Linked DNA regions of Canis lupus: region 2 is linked to region 1. A link is a contact called in public Hi-C data. All regions are on one chromosome and are shown on one strand. The core of a region is the stretch at or near the end of the contact, and the rest is flanking DNA. Distances in the headings are between cores, read along the strand shown. Region 1 has its middle 23 kb from the start of CFAP20. Region 2 holds the start of MMP15 (matrix metalloproteinase-15).

What was found. Hi-C and Micro-C count contacts between places; a contact is called where the count stands out from the background.
Region 2: a contact with region 1 is called in a Hi-C map of skin fibroblasts, with 1.5 times the contacts expected there. The contact joins the promoter of MMP15 here to the enhancer-like site in region 1. A contact is called at or near these places in 2 of 9 Hi-C or Micro-C datasets (amygdala and skin fibroblasts).

The regions. Positions count from the first base shown.
Region 1 is chr2:57,737,057-57,741,673 of UU_Cfam_GSD_1.0, forward strand. No RefSeq gene overlaps it. Among named protein-coding and RNA genes, the nearest start is that of CFAP20, 23 kb to the left of the region's middle. Within about 2 kb of position 2,370, at least 10 of the 20 cell types and tissues checked have an H3K27ac peak or open chromatin away from gene starts, as enhancers often do.
Region 2 is chr2:57,792,556-57,797,172 of UU_Cfam_GSD_1.0, forward strand. MMP15 (matrix metalloproteinase-15) reads right to left here and starts at 2,066. Exons shown (of 10, transcript XM_038530923.1): 1 at 1,905-2,066. The coding sequence starts at 2,066. It overlaps LOC111092702 (a long non-coding RNA gene), which reads left to right and starts at 2,755. Exons shown (of 3, transcript XR_005355713.1): 1 at 2,755-3,460.

The sequences.
Region 1 (4,617 bases), core at 1,120-3,619:
TTAGTGACTTGTGGCTCTTTAAATTAAATTTTAATTAACTTAAATTTAACTTAAAATTCCATTCTTCTGTCATACAAGCCACATTCCAAGTGGTCTGTAGCTGGCTAATCCTACCCTATTGGGCAGTGCCCAGATATAAAGGAAATTTTAATTGTACAATGCTGAAATAAAATAAGACTTTATTGGGGAGCCCAGGTGGCTCAGCGGTTTAGCGCCACCTTCGGCCTAGGGTGTGATCCTGGAGACCCCGGATTGAGTCCTGCATCGGGCTCCCTGCATGGAGCCTGCTTCTCCCTCTGCCTGTGTCTCTGCCTCTCTCTGTGTGTCTCTCATGAATAAATAAAATTAAAAAAAAATAAGACTTTATTATCACCAAGAAAAAAAAAAAGAGTACAACGTAGCATAATCATGTTTTTAAGAACAGATTTAAACAGGTTCCCAAATGTAATTGTGCATAAGAATCATTTGGGGATCTTGTTAAAATTCAAATTCTGATTCAGCAGGTCTTGGGTGAAGCCCAAGAATCTTCAGTTCTAACAAGCCCACAAGTTGTGCTAATGCTGCTGGTCCTTGGACAGTGAGGGATGACTGGATTATTTAAAAACGGTGCATTTTAAGTGATGAACCTTGGGGATGCAATGCAAGTTCAGAATTGCATGATGAGTGATGAGCATCATCTTTTTTCACTCCTGGCTGGATACTTTGGCCGTTCTGAACCTCATTGAGACATGACGTCTCAAGCCTACATTTCAGGCCTCTTGTAAATGGAAGGCTCAGCCTGAAGGCTCATTTCCCAAAGGGATAGGCCCTGGCATCAGCAACAGCTTCCCTGCTCACTTAGGGTCCATCAGACAGAAAGCCTCAACTTCCTGGAAATCAAGGGGACTCGCCATGACAGCTGCCTGAGACAGGTCCACCCAGAACAGTGAACTGGATGCCTCCTCTCAGTCTCCCCTTTATTTCTTATCTTTTTTCAACTGTAAAAATAGAGAAGTTCAAAGCCTGTGTATTTCTATCACGTCAGATTCCTGTTGTCATAATCTTTCACGAATTGCTTCCAGTGTATCCCAAGTACATTATGACAGCCTACGAATTTGGTGGCCTGCAATAGACATTGCTTGCTGGTATGGACACCTTGTGTAGTGCTGGGCCTGTGACTTACTTTACGGGATGTGGCAAAGGTGACACTGTGCCAGTTCTGAATCAAAGCCTTAGTTAGGGAGGCCTAGCAGTTTCTGTGTTTTTACTATTGGAAACACTCTCTGTTCTTAGGACTTCTGCTAGAGCCATCGTCTGGGCAACTGCATGGAGAGCCACTTGGACCAGGATGGACTGGAGGCCTGAACTATATGCAAAAGCATGACCTCAGTTTCCAGCTGAGTGACACTAGGCAGGTGGCTCCCAGCAAGACCAGACAATGGAAATGCCCAGAGAGCTCAGCCAAGGTGCAGGAACCAGGAGCAAATAAAATTGTTCCTTTTTTTTAAAAGATTTTATTTATTTATTCAAGAGAGAGGTGCAGAGACACAAGCAGGCTCCACACAGGGAGCCTAATGCAGGACTCGATCCCAGGTCTCCAGGATCACACCCCGGGCTGAAGGCAGTGCTAAACCGCTGAGCCACCTGGGGCCGCCCAAAATTGGTTGTTTTAAGCCGGAAAGCTCTGAGGTGGTTCCCTAAGTAGCAACAGATTACCAAAACCTAAGTAACACAGGAGGCTGGTAAGAAAGCAAAGCCAGCTGGTCCTTTTTATTACCCACCCCTTTCCAGACACCAAGGGGCTTCAGGCAAGGGGAAGAAAGGATAAATTAAATGCACGGGACAGAACAGGTAATATTTATTTACTTGCTAACATAGATCTCATCTCGGTTCCAAAAAGTATGAGATGGTTTACCAAAAATATGTGTAATGTAAGATTGTCTTCAAAGTTGGAAGAAAAAAACGGCAGGAGGAAAAGAGCCGCCAGCCAGGTGAAGGTCCGTGAGACATGCCCGCTCTCGTGTTTGTGTGGGATGCGGGCTCTAAACGTGTGACCAAGACCTGGCGGGAGAAAGCAAAGCTCCAGCTGCCCCAGGAAAGGGACGACGGAGGCGTGGTGCGCAGCGCCTGAGGAGCCGGCCGGTGGGCGGGGCCGGCGGGAGTGGGCGGGGCCGGCGGGGAGAGTGGGCGGGGCCGACGGGGAGAGCGGGCGGGGCCGGCGGGGGGAGCGGGCGGGGCGGGCGGGGCGAGCGGGCGGGGCCGGCGGGAGTGGGCGGGGCCTGCGGGGAGAGTGGGCGGGGCCTGCGGGGAAAGTGGGCGGGGCCGGCGGGGAGAGCGGGCGGGGAGAGCGGCCCCGGGGCGGGATGGCGGTTCCGCGCGGCCAGACTCCAGCTCCCGCACAGAGGAGCCACCCCGAGAGAAAAGCAGCACCCTGTAAGGCAGCGATTGCCCTATTCCTGGAAGACGTACCTGGGGCGGCCCCTGCCTTGGGGACTGGGCTCTCCCCAGCCCAGTCATGCCTCCCCTTGTCCTTTGGCCTGAGCTAGCCCCGGGGTGAGAGGTCGCTGCTCAGAGTGAGGCCCGGCCGGTCCACTTCAACAGTAGCGTCCGAAAGAGCCCCCATTTCCTCCAGCTGAAGGTGGTTGTGCCGTTTCAGTGCCGGGCCTCTGTTCCTGTGAGCCATACCATTAGAGATGGTGTGTGGCCAGGTGAAGGCTGTAATTCCCAGTCTTTGAATGTGGTTGGGGAGCTGGGGGCTCAAGGAGGGCTTTATGGAGGACTCTGAGGGGCTGGGGGTAATGGACGCCGGCCATAAAGGGAAGGGCAATCCAGAGGGAACAGCAGGAGCAAAGGCTCGGAAGGGGGCACCCCTCGGCTTCCTGTTGTAGCAAAGCATGCAGTTCCTTCTTCCTGACTTCCAGGCAGCAGCCTCAGGCTTGGATTGGCCCAGTGGCCACGGGTGGGCCTGGGGTGGGGGGTAGGGGGTCCTGTGCTGGGGGTGGCTGTTGCCCTCCAGCTCCCCTCAGTGCCTCCTGCTCCTGGGGACAGGGACTTTCTTCCCTCCTCGCCCCCACATCCACTGCCCCAGCCTCTAGCTCTGTGGGTTTGGGCCTGGGTGTAGGGCTGAGGGTGGGGGGCTCTCTCTGGTTCTGTTCCCCACCCCTAATCCCTTGCAGCTGTTATCCTCCCCAGGGAAGACAGTTGTGTTGGAGGGAAGGGAAATAGTTATTTTGAGTTGGTCACTGGCTTCTGACCAGGAGACATGGATGGCTGTGTTGGGGTCTGGCAACAGGGTGGGCTGGAGGCGCCAGAGCGGGGCCTGACTGGGAGGGCAGTCTGTATGATTAATTACAGGGGGTGTTGGGGAGCAGGACACGGTCATCCCTGAAACCAGGGGTGTAGAGGACAACAGGCCAGAGAAGAAACAGGCTCAAGATGGAGGATGCAAAACATTTAGCTAGTGTCCTGAGTGTGGTCTGGATTGGCTGGAAGGGGTGGGGAAGGTGGGCACAACCTCCCCGTATTGACCCTGTGCCACTGCAACAGTGGGGAAGGAAAGGAGGTCCCTGGGACAGAGACTGGGACTGCGGGGGAGCTGCCTGTAAGGGATAGGGCTAGCGGAGCAGCTTATGGTCACTGCCCACCCCCTCTTCCAGACGGACTTCCGCAGCACATCCCTCCAGGCAGAAAGCAAGTTTGGTGGGGACCATACTCTGGTGGCACCTGCCTTTTTGCCTGTGGGGTCATTGCAGGGCAATGAGATGAACAGATGAGAGCACTCTGGGCAGGGAAGAGCCAAGTGGCCAGAGGGTACACCCTTCCCTCTGGGACATGCCAATGTAGACTTGAATCTTGGCTCCTACCAGCCCTGTGAATTCAGGCCATAAAGTTGACCTCCCTGAGCCGTTGCATTTTACAGAAACAAGAATTACAATAGTAATCAGCACCCCATAGGACTGTGGCGGGGATCCACTGAGAATGGATGGACTGTGCTTAGAGCCAAACCCAGCACGCAGGAGTGTTGTCATGGTGACGGTTCTTGTTGTGTTTCATCATCCTCATGGGTATCATCACAGCTGGCCTCCCTCTAGGGCCATGGCAGTGTGTCTGCCTTCATAGAGGGCTTCAGAAGGGGTTTCATGAAGAGGAGAAAGCAAGAAATCTTTATCAGGGAGGAAGGTGGAGGTTCCCAAAAGTGGAGTGAGGTGGGAGGAGCCCATTGGACTGTAAGCCCAAGAGGGCAGGGCCTGCGTCCATTTTCCCCTGCTGTATCCCCAGCACCTAGGACAGTGCCCAGCACCAGTCTGGTGCGCAAAGCACATATTTTGAATGAATGAATAGGCTTTTGAGTGTCTGCTGGAAATGACTGGCTGATGAATTCTTGACTGGTTGGTGACCCAGGACTCAGCCTTCAAATCCCTGTGCCTGGAATTTGAACACGGAAATACAGAGAGGAGGGGACAGTTTGCATCAGGGGCTCAGGAAGCGGAAGTGAGAAATGGGGCCAACAGAGCAGGGGTGGAGTGGGCCCTTCCAAGGCGAGGCAAACAGAGACAATGTGGGGGAGAGTAGCCCCTCCCTCTCGCAGGCACCGCCCCCCAATCTTCCCAGCTACCTAAGTGGTTAGAGGAGGGAAGC
Region 2 (4,617 bases), core at 816-3,315, 55 kb after region 1:
GAAGCCATTTGACTTTTGGGGCCCAGATCTGGATAGACTTGACAGACTTCAAAGAACGGGCTGTACCCCAAAGCCAACTCTAGTTGCTGGGGCAGCCCACTTGTCTCTGGCCCCCTGTCTACCTTGGCTTCCAACATCAAGGCTTCCAACATCCTTCTACCTTCCAGTGTCTCTTCCAGCAGTGAGTTAACCCAAGTTTTCCCCCAGGAGATGGACTGCAGGCCAGTCACAAATCTCTAGCCAGAGCCACCACAGGCTCAGATTTGACAGTGCAGGCCTGGGCTGTGGGTACTCCCTCAGCTAGGAGAGGAGGGGGGCGATGGAGGACCAGAAGCAAAGGAAAGAGAGGAAAGCCCCTCAAACCACAGTTCCTAGCGCCCCAACTCCTGGCCATCCAGGATGCCAATTCACAGGCAGGGCCACCCAATCCAGCTTGGTCTGTAGTTGCTTCCTTTACAGAGATGCCATTCTTAAATAGATTGTAATATTGTAATATGACTTGCAATCCTTTGGTCCTCCACTCCAGAGGGTAGCAGGTGGACTGGATAAGCACTCTCTACCCATTGCCTGGATGGGAGTCCCCACCGGCAGGAGCTCCCTATAAGCCTCTGCCTGACTGCTTGTGTGAAATGGGGGGCGGCTGGACTGGGCATGGGTTGGGCTCCCACTCCACCTCCTGCCAAGGCTCCCCGCAGCTTTCCCTAGCCCGGCCAGGGAGGGAGGGCAGAGCAGGTGGGGAACTGGCTGGGAGGTGTAACTTGAGCCGGGAGGAATTCCCTGCCCTTCCTCCAAGCTTTTATTAAAGCAGGGCGGGGAAGGGCAGGCTTCCATCGGAAAAATCTCCCAGGCTGCCGGGGAGGTGGGGAAGCGCGGGGGTGGGGGGGTGGCTGGGAGGCAGCACCGGCCCGGCGGCCAATAGAAGGCACTCAGGCCCACAGCCCGGGCTGCGGGAGGCTCCAGGCCGGCCCAAGGGTCCCGAGGCCCGAGCCCTGCACCCATCCCCTCGCTCCTGCCCAATCCACCCCTCTGCTGGTCCGGGGCAGGGAGTCGGGGCTTAGAAGTCTGGACTGAACGCTCCCCTCTTGCTGGGGCGGAGCTGGTGCCCTCACTGTCGGTGCTCGGGAGGAGGGCGCTGGGCGACCCGAGGGGCCGGCGTGTGGTGCGGGGGATGCCCGGGGGACCCCGCTCCACCAGGAGGCCGTGCCTGGTTACCGCGGGACCCATCCGGAGATCGGGCTCCGTAGGGACGTCAGTGGGCTCCTGATGAAAACACGATGGGAGTCCGCCCTCTCCCACCCAGGCGGCGGCGCAGGGGCGCTAGTGGGAGGAAGCGCCCGCGGACGCGGGGTCTCCCTCGAACCCACCTGGCCCTGGGGCGGCTTCTGCTCAAGAGCCCAAGAAAGTCGCCAAGGCGCCCCCGCGACCCGAGACCGCTGTCTGGGAGGCTCGCGGCCCTGCCCCCCGCCCCCCCGCCCCCGGCCCGCGGCTCGCTGTCACCCGGGCCAGAGGCTGCCGCGGCGGGCGCGCTGCGCGCTCGGCTCGGTCCGCCCAGGGCAGCCCCCTCCCCATTCGCAGAGAACGTCACGGCGCGCCCCAGGGCTCTCGAGGAATCGGCCGCGCGGGGAGAGGCGCGGAGGGGAGCGAGGGCTGGGGGCAGCAGAAGCGGCTCAGCGCCGCGGAGGGCCCTGGGGGTGCAGCGGGCGCGAGTCCTCCGCCCTCCAGGATCCGGGAGGAGGCGCGCCGCAGAGCGCGGGCTGGGGAGCCGCAGGTCGCCGGGCCCCGGTCTTCCCCGCCCCCCATCTCCGGGACCCCGGCTCGTCTCCGCGCCTCCACCCCCTCCGGGCTGCGGGCGTGGCTCCCCCCGCCCACCCACCCGCCCCGAGGCTCCGGGCCGGGGTCCTTACCTCGGCGTTGACTTCTGCGTCCTCCGCCGCCGCGCCGCGGCCCAGGCAGCCCAGCAGCACCAGGAGCAGCGGCAGCAGCCGCGGCCGCGCCGCCGCCTCCCGGCCGCCGAGGACACTGCCCGCCCGGCCCGGCCGTCCGAGCGCGCTCCGGTCGCTGCCCATGCTCTCGGCGCCCAGTCCGGCCCGGCGCGCTCCACGCCCGGCTCCTCGCTGGCCGGCGCCGGGGCCCCGCACGCGGCTCGGAAACTTGCGACGCTCCCTGGCTCCGCGCCCGGCGGGCGCGCGGCAGACCTCGGGGTCCCGGGCCCCGCCGGAGCCGCCGGGGTCCGCTCGGCAAATTCCCACGCCCGGGGAGCAGCGGGCGGGGCAGGTCCGCGGGGGGCGCCGGCCGGAGCCGCCCGCCGCGGGGTCCCGCAGCCTCCGCGCCCGGGCCCGGCTCCCCGGAGCGAGCGCGACTCCCGAGCCTTTGTCTGGCTCAGCGCTCCGGCCGCCCGGCCCCGCGGCGCCCCCTGCGCGCCCAGCTCCCTCCGTCCATGCCCGGGGCCGGGTGCTGCCCAGAGCGCGCGCCCCCCGCCCGGGGACTCTGCTCGCCCCGCGCCCGCCCGGGCCCGGGCCCCCGCGCAGTCCCGGGAGGAGGCGCAGGCAGCCGGCCGGAGCGAGTGGACGAGCCCGGGAGCCGGCGCCCGACGTCCCCGGCGAGTTGGGCGCAGCTCGGGGCGCTCCCAAGCCTCCTCCCCGCGCGCCGGGGCCGCCGCTCTTAAAGGGCCAGCGCTCTCTCCGCGCGCCCGCCCGGCGGGGGCGGGGGCGGCGCCTCAGCCCCAGGGCTTCTCCGTAGCAGGTGCCGGCGGCGGAGTCCAACGGGCGGCCCTTTGACTCTCCCCAGAAGGAGGCAGCCCTTCCCTGCCCGCTCCCGTCGCTCCCACCTTGCTTCTGGAGAGCGGGTTTGACGTTCCCACCCCCTCCCCAGCGACCCCCTGGAGAGGAAGGGAGCCAGGAGGGAGGAAGACTCTTCTTTCTCCCACCTGGCGGGTGCGTAGGGAGGGATACTAAGGCAGCGGAGGGCAGGGAGGGGGGCCGAGGGAACAGGGACCCGAGGGTCTGTCTTAGGGGGAAAAAAGGATAAACAGAAACCTCATGGTGTGTCTTTCCAAAAGCCTCAGGACGTCATGAGTCCTTGAGTGACCCTCCTCAGTTGCCCAGTGAGGTTGGGCACCTTGCAAGGGCGAGAGGACAGGTTTCAGAGGGAGGCAGGTGCACTTTTAGCCGCTTACCTGCCGCCTCCATGTCCTTACCTGGAATGCGGGGCAAAGGGCAGCCCAGGGTTAGGTATGCTTCTGTTGTCTCTACACTTTTTGTTTTTTTAAGATTTTATTTATTTATTCATGAGAGACAGGGAGAGAGGCAGGGGCAGAGGGCCAGATGCCAGACTCCATCCAAGGACCCAGGGATCAAGACTTGGCCCTAGGGGCAGCCACTTAACCGCTTAACCGACTGAGCCATCCAGGCGCCCTGCTGTCTCCACGCTTCCGCTGTTGAAGCAGAGGACCCTGTTTTGTGTAAGTGAAATGTAACGGTGCGGTTCCACGAGGTGATGGGCCAGTGGGCAAAACTTCCACAGAGTGGAGCTGAAAGTGCTAGATGCTAGATTTAGTTCTGAGATCCAGCTTGAGCAGCTTGAGATCCGTCTGCATGGATGCCTCTGCACGGATGCGGAAGGCCCCGGTCTAAAGTCCACAGATACTGCGAGAGCAAGTGCAGTCCTGGCCCCACAGACTGGCCCCAAGGTCAGGAGGTGATGACTCCAGCGGGAGGGTGGAGACCTTCCCTCTCCTCTGCCACTTCCCAGCACTGGTGATGGGAACTTCCCTTACCTGAGGGCAGGTTTCTCTAGAGTGAGCCCTGGGGTGGCCCAGGCTGCCTCACCTCCCGGAAATGGGAGAGGTCAGGCTGAGCTTGCAAATGGCCTGTTGAGAGACCTGGCAGGTGCAGAAAAAGACCACTGAGAAAGAAAACAAAAGTTAAACTTGGCAATGATACATTTTGTTAAAAAAAAAAAAAAAAAAAAAACTTGCAGTAGGGGAAGAGAGATTTCAGTATAGAATTCCAACTCCAAATACAACCTAAAGAGGGGGGAAAGCCAAAAAACAAGTGGAATGGGAGGTGAGGGGTGGTGAGGATGGGGGTGGAGGTTGGCTGCAGGAGGCCCAGACGATTAGATATCACCTGGGGGGCAGAAGGGATGCTGAGCATGATAAGATCTCAGGGTGGGAAATTCTGGATAAACTGACTTAGCAGGATTCTTGCTAAACTGGATTCTAGAAGGAAGTACACAGAAGGGCCTCCTTGGGGAGAAGGTTCAGGGAATCCCAACTAAAGATTCAATCAAAGAATCTTTGTCAGTTTCCCCTCTTGCTCAAGGGAAGAAGAGAAATTCTTCTTTCCTCCGTTCAACTTAAGTTCATTCCTTTTTTTAAAATTTTTTTATTTATGATAGTCACAGAGAGAGAGAGAGGCAGAGACATAGGCAGAGGGAGAAGCAGGCTCCATGCACCGGGAGCCCGACTTGGGATTTGATCCTGGGTCTCCAGGATCACGCCCTGGGCCAGAGGCAGGCACTAAACCGCTGCGCCACCCAGGGATCCCCGTAAGTCCATTCCTTATGCGGTCACCATTTATTTGTTTAGAATCTTGGTGACGGTAGATAATTGCTTGT